Regions from separate parts of the Mus musculus genome. Here all the other regions are linked to region 4. The links are chromatin contacts, called in public HiCAR-type and HiChIP or PLAC-seq maps. All regions are on one chromosome and are shown on one strand. The core of a region is the stretch at or near the end of the contact, and the rest is flanking DNA. Distances in the headings are between cores, read along the strand shown. Region 1 holds the start of Rad52 (RAD52 homolog, DNA repair protein). Region 2 holds the start of Kdm5a (lysine (K)-specific demethylase 5A). Region 3 holds the start of Wnk1 (WNK lysine deficient protein kinase 1). Region 4 holds the start of Zfp9 (zinc finger protein 9).

Region 1 (2,700 bases), core at 199-2,698, 1.4 Mb before region 4:
AGTCTGCAAAGTGAGTTCCAGGACAGCCAGGTCTACACAGAGAAACCCTGTCTTGAAAAAACCAAAAAAAAAAAAAAAAAAAAATTAATGTTTGTATTATATAAGTATGTGTGTTTTGCCTGCATGCTTATCTGTGCACCACAAGTACTGAAGAAGGTATCCCTTATAACTAGAGATATAGACAGTTGTAAGCCACCATGTGAGTGGTGGGAATTGAACCCAGGTCCTTGGGAAGAGCAGCAGCCAGTTTTTTAAATAAAATATAATTCACATCATTTCCTCTCTCTCTCCTCCAATCCCTCATATCCCTCTCTCAACTTCATAGCCTTTTTCTGTTTTGTTTTACACAGACAACAGAGACATACATATATGAATAAATAAATATAACCCCTAAGTCTGTTTAATGTAGCATGTACATGTACAATTTTAGGGCTGATCACTTGGTACTGGGTAATCCATTAGGGGGTTCATCTCTGGGAAAGCCATTCTCCCTTTCTGACAGTCATTAATTGCGTATAGCTCTTCATCTAAGGGCGGGGCCCTTTAAGACCCCTCCCCCAATCCAAGTTGGCATGTCAACTGGTGCTGTTAATTGTCCAGGTCTTATTAAAGAAGCAATATTGAGATGGCCATGTAGGGGAATCAGCCTAGATGACCATCAACTTAATCAACTGATGGATAATTCAAACGAGATACAAACATCGGAACTTTATTCTGCGGAACAGATCCCACCGAAACCCACACAAAGTACTGTATTTCATACAAGTGAAACAGGTTCACTGACAAAGCAGACGGGGGTCCTAGGATGACGGGAAAAGTGAGAGGGAGAGCTAACTGTGGCTTCTGGATTTATTTAGGAGTGATGAAAATGTTATGGAATTCGATGTTGCTAGGGGTTACACAACCCCCAAGCATATGAGTAACCAGAGAACTGTACACCCCCGAGGAGTGAATTTAACCGTACTAATGCACGCTTCGTTTTTCAAAGTCCAGAAAGGCTACCCTGAATGTCAAACTCCTCAAGTCCACAGTTTCTTCTCAGCCCCACCGACTCCCTCCGACTTCACCCTGTCCTAGACAGTCCTGTTAACAGTCAGCGCGCGTGTCGCACGGTGCTCCCGAGCACGCGGTCAGCAACCCCGGACCAGGCGCCTCCCTCCAGATCCAGCGCAACCGTGGGGGCTTCAGGGCTCGGCCTCCCCGGTGGAGACGCCCCCGTGCCGGGCGTGTCCAGCAGCCGCCCGAATCCGAAAGGCCCCACGCTCCCCGACCCCGCTAGAACCACCCCGGCGAGGACCGTCCTCACTCACGCGCTTCGGAACGCGGTGCACGCAGGAGCTCGGTCCGGGTGCCTGCCGGGAAGCCGGAGAGGGCCTCGCAGAAGGAATGGAGACTCTGCAAGCTCAGAGTCCTCGCCCAAAGAAAAACAGAAGGAAAGGCCGTAAGTCAAGTCAGAAGGCGCCGAGAGCCGCAAAGCAGGCTGTCGCAAATCAAGTCGCGAACTGGAAGCGGCGGAGGACTCAGCATCCTGAGCGCTCTTGGGCTGTTATCTCACCGCCCGCGGCGATCAGCCTTCCCGCAGCCGCAGCAAGCCGCTTCGGTTTCCGTAGGCGCCCTGCGAGGGTCCCTGGTGTGACCCGGCTGGGTGACGCCCGGAGCCAACCTCTCCTCGGTGTGCTTTTAAACTCTGAGACCCTGGCAGCCAGTGGGATTTCCCCTGAAATTCAACCGGAACTAACTGGATGACAGTTACACTTTAGGCATCACTCCAAGTTAAACACAGACTGATCTCAGTTTATGATGTTTTCTGCTTTACAACAGATCTACGTCTCCAATGTGTAGTTTATATACTGAGAACTTTTTGTTTTTAATGGTCAGGCCTTCAGATTGTTGCAATTTAACCAATTCATTATATGGCCACTATATCCAGGATCTTTCGTGTTTTCCTAGATGGTTGACTTAACTAATCTTCCCAGAAACACGGAGTCAGATGCAGTTAATAAATAAATCGAAAGTCCTTTAGCACATTGTAGGGTCCATACTGACAAGACCAAGATAACAGGACAATGACACTAGCTACAAGAGAAACTCAGAATTCTGTTTCTGGAATTAGCTGGTCACTCAACTTGCCCATTACTTGCACAAAAAGGAAAGACTCTTTCTCAGGGCAGTGGTGGCCACATCTTTAATCCCAGCACCCAGGAGACAGGGGCAGGCAGATGTCTTGAGTTCGAGGATGCTACACAGAGAAACTCTGTCTCGAAGAAAAGAAAAACATCATTTGAAACTGTGCTACTGGCCGATGCAAGAGTACCAAATTTCCATTCTGGTGGCACAGACCTGTAACTCAAACTACTGGGGAAGCTGAGATAGGAGAATCCCAAAATCAAGGACAGCCTGGGCTTAAAACCTGTCTAGGTAAAAAGAGGGTTGGCATTATAGCTTAGTAGTAGGACTCTTGCCTGGCATGTAGGAAGTAATGGACTCAATCCCAACGACAGGGGAGGAGAACCTGAACATCTACGGCTACAGAGATCGCTCCACAGTTTAAGAGCACGTACTATTTCAGAGAACCTGAGTTAGGTTCCCCACATCCAAATTAGGGGACTCACAACTACCTGTAACTACAGTTCAAGGGGACCCAGTGCTCTCTTCTGGCCTCTGAAGGCACCGTAAACATACGACACTCATTTGCCCAGA
Region 2 (2,700 bases), core at 150-2,649, 1.9 Mb before region 4:
GTTTGATAAACTGAACATCAGTAGGCTTGGACACAAAAACGGTCGACATTAGTGGGGTTTTTTTTAACACGCAAACAGAAAGATGGTGCGTGAGCTGATGACAGGACACTTCAAACGCCTTTCCCTAGGAAGGGCCTGAAGCCTTTTGTTATCCTTACCTCCAATCCACACTACAATATCCGTGCCCAATAAGTTCTGGGAAGGAAAAGGTCCCAGAGACACCTCTTTCTGTCTTTTGAAGGGGGACCTGAGAAGCGATGCGATGGCCCAGTCGTCAGGCCAAAGCCTGACAATCTTGAGTTCGAGCCCGGAGACCCACAACCCCCACAACGCAGGAAGAGAATCGACTCCTACAAAATGTCCTCTGACCCCTCCGCGAGCGCTCTCTCGCTCTCCTCCCCTCTCTCCCTCTCTCTGTCTGTCTGTCTCTCTGTCTGTCTGTCTCTCTCTCTCTCTCTCTCTCTCTCTCTCTCTCACACACACACACACACACACACACACACACTCACACGCGATCAAATAAAATGTCAAAGTGGACGTGAAACTGCGTTCAGAAACCAGGGCAAAAAACATCCTCAAAAGTGGCCTCGGGACACCAAGAGAGGAGGGAGGGGCCCCCGGAGAGCACGGAAGACCCCCAAAGAGGAAAGCCACGGGGAGGAGGAGGACCGTCCCGCCGCCCCAGCACGCCCCCCGTCCCCGCCCTCAGGCGACGCTACCTTGGGTGGCCGGATTTTGCAGATGCCCGTTTTCTCCGCAAAGGGCCGGATGCGCCCGATAAAACTCAGCGGGTCTGTGAACTCCTCCCAACTGGGCTCAAAGACCGGGCACTCGGGCGGTGGCACGAACTCCGCCGCGTAGCCCCCCGGGCCCACGGACGCCATGGTCACCAAAAAATAAAATAAAAAGCCAGGGGGGCCTGAGGTGCACAAGCGAGGAAAGGCTTGGCTGACGGCCACCAAAGCCCTCTCACGTCCCCGCACTGGGGCCGCAGCGCATCTTCTTAGGACGAGAACGAGTCCTCACAGGAGCGCCAGCCGCTCTCCCTCCGCTCGTTTGTTATTGTTTCCTTCAGGGCTTTTCCTCTCAGGGGCAGGACGCTCCCGGAAGTTAACGTGCTGCTAAATCAGTCCGCCACCGCAGGAAACAAAATCCCACCGCCGCCACGTCTAGTCGGGTCTTCTCTCCTCGCTCCCTTCCATGACGGCCGGCGGAGCTTTTTTGTTTTATTTTGGTTTTTTGTTTTCTCACAGCTTGCCTGTCAAAGTTCTGCGCCCTCCGTCCACCCCGGGTGCGCGGCCCCTCAAGGCGCCGCGACCTCTCTCGAGGAGAGGCGAGGGAAAAGCTACCCCGCAAGGTGGAACGCGCGCTTCCGGCGCGCGGAGGAATGTGTAATGCCTCGGAGAGCAGAGGTACTGCTTCCGGTAAGGGGCTTCCGGTTCCTCTTTGTGTCGGGGGTGGGGACACGAACGCAAGGTGGGCCCCTCCGTGGCTAGTCGGCCGGGTTTGTTCGTTCTCCGAGACCTGTTTTTAACATCGTTGTCTAGGTTTGGACAAGTGACGAACTCTTGGCCGAGTTTCCGCGTCTCCGTTTCCTTCTTTCGAATGCTAGTCTTGTACAACTCGTTTCGCTCGGTCGCCTTCGTACGGGTTTCTCGCTTCTCCGTGACCAATAGGTTTCAGCCCAATTCCGTCATTACATGGGCCGGCCTTCACCACCAGCTGCGACTTGCTTTTTCTCACGACACTGGGAACCTACCCATAGAGGGCCTGGCCTTGCTAGTCTAGCTGTTGGCAGCCATCCCGAAACCGTATTTGAGTAGTAAGCAGGGCCTGAAAACGCTTGCTTTGTAACCAACCCATTTCAGTTTGGTATGAAACTGGTCACCTTGTCAGAAACCTCTACTTGGAAGGCCGGGCATAGTTGCACACGCATAGAGTTCCGATCAGCAATGGCTGGTTTAAAAAAAAAAAAAGCCACGTTTCTGGTATACGGTCCTACAGTTCCTTTATGCGTCTAAGCCTGACTCTACAAGGTTGAAGGCAAGAACCGGCTCCAAAGTTATCCTGTGCCCTCCACATCCATATACCTTTATGGTGATGAAGGTAGATGCTTTAGGGGCAGTTCGAGCTGCATATGAATTTGAGGCCTGATTAGGCTACGGGAGACCTTGTAAGTAAGGAAAATCCCTGTGTGGTGGCTCAGGACTATAAACTCAATTCTGGGGAAGGAGATGTAGAAAGAGCACCATAAGGCCACATGGTACACTTATCGAGTTCCAGAATGGTCAAGAATACGGGGTAAGGGCCAGAACAGTGGCTCAGCTGTGAAGGGCACTTGCCACCAAGCTTGAAATCCTAAGTTTGATTCCTGGAACCCCATGGTTAAAGGAGAGAACTGAAAGCTGACCTCACCTTCACGCCAGGTCCACATACATTCATCTACAAATTCACACATTAAGTAATCAAAGGCTGGGGGGGTTGGAGTGGGGGGGTGGCTATCAGGTAAAACGCTGACTCATAAATAAAGGTTCTATTCTGCTAGTCAGGATCAGGAATGCAAGGAAATGGACTCAGGCTAGTTTGTTCAATTACTTTCTGTACTAGAAATTGAACCCAAGTCCTTGAACATATTAGGTAAATGTGTCCTGAGCTGTAACTCCAGTATAGTCTCCATTTCTTGCTTAAAGAAAAAAGGGA
Region 3 (2,700 bases), core at 140-2,639, 1.6 Mb before region 4:
ATCTAGATACACTGAGTCAAGGAATCTTCCGTTTAGCCGCTTCCAAATCACTCAGAGATCCTCTCATATAGTCTTGGACAAGGAAAACGCGCTTCAGAGCTCGCTCCAGTCCTGGGCTGCGACTGCAGCGTATTCACGCTCGGGTGCGGTTGCGTACGTTTAAGCGCTTCCCGCTCTCACCGGTTGGGTTAAGACTTGTAACTGCCATCTGGCTCATAAATTTGGTTTCCTACTCTGTCTGGTGCCCCCTGGTGCTCATCACAACTATAATCTTACGTAGTAGCAAAGGTGGTCCAGGAAGCACTAAAGATATTTTGAAGAGAAGAATTCCATTACTGTAAACTGCACGGATCTAGGTTTCCGGAGATCCGCGCCTTGGTATAAATTACATATGTGTACATATGCAAGTGTAGTACAGAAAGGGGATGTTTTACTGAGCCACCGAGGCAGGGTATAAGAAAACAAAAGGAAAATAATTTTTACTCAAATATAGAGGCAAAAGTCAACTATGTCCTCTCAAGTTTGTAATCAAAGATTAAAGATGTAGAATATCTTCGAACTCGACCTCCTCCCATGCTTGTCACCCGCCTCTCCCCGCCCCCTACACCTCCCGTTCCCGTTAAGTTTCCGGCAAAGCAAAGAGGTTCGCTCTGATCCTGGGTTTTATTTAGTAGGCAGCCCATCTTTGCAGCCAAAGTACTTGTTTGGAAACTGGAGATGAGCATGCGGCTTTAGTTGTTGTGAAGAAGAGAAGGATGGAATATATTTTGTTTACCCTCACCCATCTAATCAACAGTGATGGTATGTGCACTCTTCACAAAGTTTTCTGGGAGTCTTCGAATTCAGGCTCAGGTTATTCAGCTTTACCTCCTTCTCCACTCCCACACCCCTAGTCACAACACTAAGGAGGCTCTCCATTAAAGACGAACAACATCATTTTTCATTGCATGGCAGCTCTACGAGCTATCTAAGCAGAACATGACGGAAGTCTCTCATTCTCTCCTTTCTTTTCTTCTCCTTTCTTCTCTTCTTTTGCAATTGATTCCTAAATAATGATTTTGATAGCGAGCACTGAGTTTGGAACGGAATTGAGCGACCCACGATGACGCTCCCATCAGGCTTTCAGATGGGGCGGTTTTCAAAAAAAGGAACTACAATTCCCAGGAGGCACCAGGCTAGAGCAATCGCAGGGCATCACGGAAGTAGTAGGCGCGTTCCTCCCGGGTTCCTTTCACGGTTTTCACCGCGAAACTACAAATCCCATCGTGCCTCGAGCTCGGCACGCCTGCGCGAGAGCCCCCCGAGCGCGATGTGGGCGGGGCCGCCCCGGGCGGCGGGGGGCGGGGTCCAAGCGGGCTGTGTGGAGGCTTCAGACATCGGCGCCATTTAAAGCGGAGAGTTTTCCCGGGCGGACGCGCTCCTTCTGCTCGGCTATTCCGTACTCCCTTCTTCGCTGACAGAAGGCGCCTAGTGGGGTGACTGCTCTTTTTCTCTCCCTCTCCCCCTCCTCCCAGTTCTTTCGGTCTCCTCTCCTCCTGGCCAGAGAAGTAGCGGAGCCCGGGCCCCGCGGTGAGCGGCCCTCCCCTCCCCACAGTTCCCTCCCTCCTCTGCCCCCGGCGCCGGCCAGAGAGGGGAAGAGGTTCGCCAGGCCCGGGGCGGGCGGGGAGGCCTCGGGGACGGGGGGGGCCGCTCCTCAGGCTTCGAGGCTTCGAGGCTTCGGCCCTCAGCATCTAGTGATGGGCGCCCTCTGAGACTGGTCCCCTCTCCGGGGCGCGTGCTGCCTGAGGCGGCGGCCGAGCGAGCGAGCGAGCGAGCGAGCGACCGGGAACCCGGGCCGCGGCCCTCCTTCCCCTGCGCGGCCCCTCCCACTCCTGTGCCCCGGGCTGCCACCGCCCGGCGTCGGGGCTCGTCCCTCGCGCGCTGTGCCTCCGCCCTCAGGGCCTATCCCGCCGTGCTCGGCGGGCGGGCGGCGACGGCGGCAGCGGCAGCGGAGGGAGCTTAGCCGTCTTCACTTGGGTCGCATCCTCTCGCCCAGGAGCCAATTCCGCGCCCTGCTCCTCATGACTGCGGCGCTTCTGCTGCCCCAGCCCTACCGGCCTCCGCTCGCTGCAGGATGGATGCGGACTGTGCGGCGCTAACCCCCGTGGCTCCGCTCCCTCCTAGCCCGCCGACGAGCCCGCCCCGTGAGCCGCAGCAGCTTCGGTGCCAGCAGCAGCAGCCGCCGCAGCAGCCGGACTCAGTGTCCCGCGTCGCCCTCGGGGCGCCTTGTCAGTGCTGAGTGGGAGTCGTCCGGTGGTTCGGAGCCCGCCGTAGGAGCGCTGCCCAGCACTTCTTGGTGGCTTCTCCGGGTCACCCTTTTCCCTTTTCATTCATAAATCCGAGCCCGCATTCTTCACTCCATCGGACCGACCATGTCTGACGGTGCCGCCGAGAAGCAAAGCGGCACTCCGGGCTTCCTTACGCCTCCGGCGCCCGTCCCCAAGAATGGCTCAAGCTCCGATTCTTCCGTGGGCGAGAAACTGGGGGCTACGGTCGCCGACTCGGGAGTTGGCAGGACGGAGGAATATCGGCGCCGCCGGCACACTATGGACAAGGACAGTCGTGGGGCGGCCGCCACCACCACCCCCACGGAGCACCGATTCTTCCGCCGAAGCGTCATCTGCGACTCCAATGCCACCGCGTTGGAGCTGCCGGGCCTCC
Region 4 (2,700 bases), core at 65-2,564:
CATTTCCCAGTGCCACATTATGGCTCACGACTGATCGTCACTCCAGTTCCAAGGGATCAGATGCCCCCTTCTGGCTTCATCATGCATGTCTCCCACATGATACACAGACATGCAGGCCCAAACCCATATACACAAAATAAAACAGCCCCGGGAAGCAGCTTGCACGTTGGAAAAGGAAATTTGGGGTGCCCTAAGTCTATGTTCCAGGACCATCATTATGTTCAGTTCACAATAACCCCTTAGAGTTATCCCCTTAGAGGCAAGAGCTGTGTTTCTGTGCCAACAATACCTTTATCCTGAACCTTGCAGGCTGTTTGGTCCCCTTGTCTCTTAAGTTGGCCTTTTGAGGACCAGTCAATGAGTCTGAGTCCTTATGGCTGCCCGGGGCTCAGTCGTTGATCTTAAAAGCTCTGGCACCATATATGCTATATGTATACATTTATGTGTAAAAATTGTAACTTTCGTATGAAGAATGTAATATTTCCATATTTCTAAGGTTAGTACAGTGCGGACTAAAGTTATGGCCAAGGACATATACAAGTTGTTTTACATATTCAGGACATCGTTCTTAGTGAGAGGATAAGAATGGCATTCTGCATCGGTAGGATACAACTTTAAAAATTTGGCCAGGGGGAGGCGGGGACTAACATGTAGGGCACTTTACTTGGTGTATTCTTTTGGTTTATATATACTGTACATATTTTTTTAGTTTCTCGCGTTTCGTGTTATCGTTTACATAGTTTTGAAAGGTAGTAATCCTAAGACAAAATTGCAAGCTCCTTGGATGTAAACTTCAAGTATTTAAGCTACCCCACCGTACACACTGCGCACCCTCTGACGGCCTTCTGTCTAACTCCGCAGGGTGCCCATTGCTTGTTCAATCATCCCCTTAAAGATCAGGCCTTAGGGAAGCAGCGCAGCGCTCAACAGTGAGGTACTCAGAGCCAAACTTCATAACGTGATCACACACGGAGTCATCGCGGAGGCTTCTGGAAAGCGTAGTCCAGAAAGGAGGGCCGTTAGGCGCATGGGCAGAGCCCTCGCCTGTCAGCTGAGGAACTTTTGTCCTTCGTCTTGCGGGGGACACCGAGCCCCGCGGCATCCCCCGATTTGAGGGGTTCTCCGATTGCGGCGGGCGGGCGGGCGAGCGAGCACGCGATCCTGTGGGGCGGCGGCGGGAGGAGCGCGCTGGGCGGGCTGAGGAGGGGAGGGGAGGGGAGGGAAGGGGAGGGGAGAGGAGGGGACATCAGCGGGAGGCAGGCGGGTCTGAGCCACCGCCCGGGTGACGTGGCACCCACTCGCCTTGTCCTCCCGCCACGTCGGCGTCCTCCCGCTTCTCAGCCATCCCCGGGCATCTGCAGCGGAGGCCGCTGTCACCGAGGTGAGAATCGCTCAGGGCGCACGGAGCAGGGCAGTCTTGCAGAGTGCTGTGGAACAAGCAGGGCGGGCTGCTGCTTTTCCAGCAGAGCCAGGTCCTTTCATCTGGGCCCCTCAAAGCTGTTCACAGAGGCTGTTTGGTTTACCCAGTACCTGCGGGTGGTCGTAATCCTCTATTGTTTAACTCTGCCGGGCTTGTCTCTTCCACGCAGTCCTGTCTGCGTCTGCTTTCCGTGCAGCCGCTGAGGACACAGCCTTGAAGCATACTTGATCATACCTGGAGTCTTCTATTCCTAAAACTCCTCCAGCCTCCTCTGGATCCCTTAGTGTGAGAGATTAATTAAGGCTCTCCCTCCCCATATCCCTCAGCTATCCTTTGTTAGACTGTTGAACAGTTATTTGGAAGTACAGTATTGCTTTTTAAAAAAAGGTCTTTCAGTATTAAATTTTCCTGAGAATCTGGGAATTATATACACTCACCCTCTAAGGGAATAGAAGTAAAACAGATTGGGGGTGGGGTGTCGATCTGGCCTTGGAGCTCCAGACTAGTTTGGAGCTGTTGAAACTCCTGCCTCAGCCTCCAGGATGCTGGGTTTACAGGTGTGTGCCACCCCGTCCAGCAGAGACAGATCTAAAAGATGAGAACTGTTGTTCATTTGTGTTCTCTGTTACGAAGGAGATTTCCTAAGGCTGATGATTGGCGCATTTGTATCTGGCCTTATACATTAGGCCTTTGGTATGCACCCGGCTGACTGGAATTAAGCATTTGGTTTTTTGTTTGTTTGTTTTTGTTTTTAATCTATATACACGATATACCTTTTTAGGGAATATGGTACTAAAACTGTTGTCTAATTAATTAATGACTTTATTTATGTATTTATTTGAAATAATGTCTCACTATGTAGTCCAAGCTGGTCTAGCTCTCGTTCTATAGCTTAAACCAGCCTTAATCTTGCTATCTGCCTGCCTCGGCCTTTACAGTGCTGGGGCTAGAAGTGTGCCTCACTCCATGTGGCTTCAAATTGCTATTTTTGAAGGTAATTTTGTTTCAAAGCTTCATTTGTTTCAAAGCTAGATTTGGCAGCCATGCAACAGTTCATTAAGATGTAATTTAATTTCACCCCACCCCCCTGTTTCAGCCTGTTTTGAGAGGCCAGTCAATTACAGGGATCTAAACCTGTTGTGTGGCTGTCAAGGCTTGACCGGAGGCTGCACAGAGGGTTATTCACCATGATTTAATTCCTTTCACTTTAAGAATAATAGCATTGAAACTAAGTCCCAATGCCGGTAGCAGACATAGCAACAGAACCAAAAGGAATCATA

The links. HiCAR-type assays count read pairs that join an accessible place to other places. HiChIP or PLAC-seq counts read pairs in DNA pulled down with a chosen protein or histone mark.
Region 1: a contact with region 4 is called in an H3K4me3 HiChIP or PLAC-seq map of embryonic stem cells, with 5 read pairs. The contact joins the promoter of Rad52 here to the promoter of Zfp9 in region 4. A contact is called at or near these places in 1 of 39 promoter capture datasets (hippocampal neurons) and 1 of 115 datasets of contacts at active chromatin or transcription factors (embryonic stem cells).
Region 2: an H3K4me3 HiChIP or PLAC-seq map of forebrain shows a contact between it and region 4, with 8 times the contacts expected there. The contact joins the promoter of Kdm5a here to the promoter of Zfp9 in region 4. A contact is called at or near these places in 3 of 39 promoter capture datasets (the 3T3-L1 cell line, cranial neural crest and hippocampal neurons), 2 of 115 datasets of contacts at active chromatin or transcription factors (astrocytes and forebrain) and 1 of 9 other capture datasets (embryonic tail).
Region 3: a contact with region 4 is called in a HiCAR-type map of astrocytes, with 3 times the contacts expected there. The contact joins the promoter of Wnk1 here to the promoter of Zfp9 in region 4. A contact is called at or near these places in 1 of 39 promoter capture datasets (hippocampal neurons) and 1 of 115 datasets of contacts at active chromatin or transcription factors (astrocytes).

The regions. Positions count from the first base shown.
Region 1 is chr6:119,901,446-119,904,145 of GRCm38.p6, reverse strand. It overlaps Rad52 (RAD52 homolog, DNA repair protein), which reads right to left and starts at 1,448. Exons shown (of 12, transcript NM_001166381.1): 1 at 1,311-1,448.
Region 2 is chr6:120,362,798-120,365,497 of GRCm38.p6, reverse strand. Kdm5a (lysine (K)-specific demethylase 5A) reads right to left here and starts at 1,399. Exons shown (of 28, transcript NM_145997.2): 1 at 720-1,399. The coding sequence starts at 884. It also overlaps a transcript of Ccdc77 not described here.
Region 3 is chr6:120,037,344-120,040,043 of GRCm38.p6, reverse strand. It overlaps Wnk1 (WNK lysine deficient protein kinase 1), which reads left to right and starts at 1,389. Exons shown (of 28, transcript NM_001199084.1): 1 at 1,389-2,700. The coding sequence starts at 2,412.
Region 4 is chr6:118,477,887-118,480,586 of GRCm38.p6, reverse strand. Zfp9 (zinc finger protein 9) reads left to right here and starts at 1,314. Exons shown (of 6, transcript NM_011763.2): 1 at 1,314-1,381.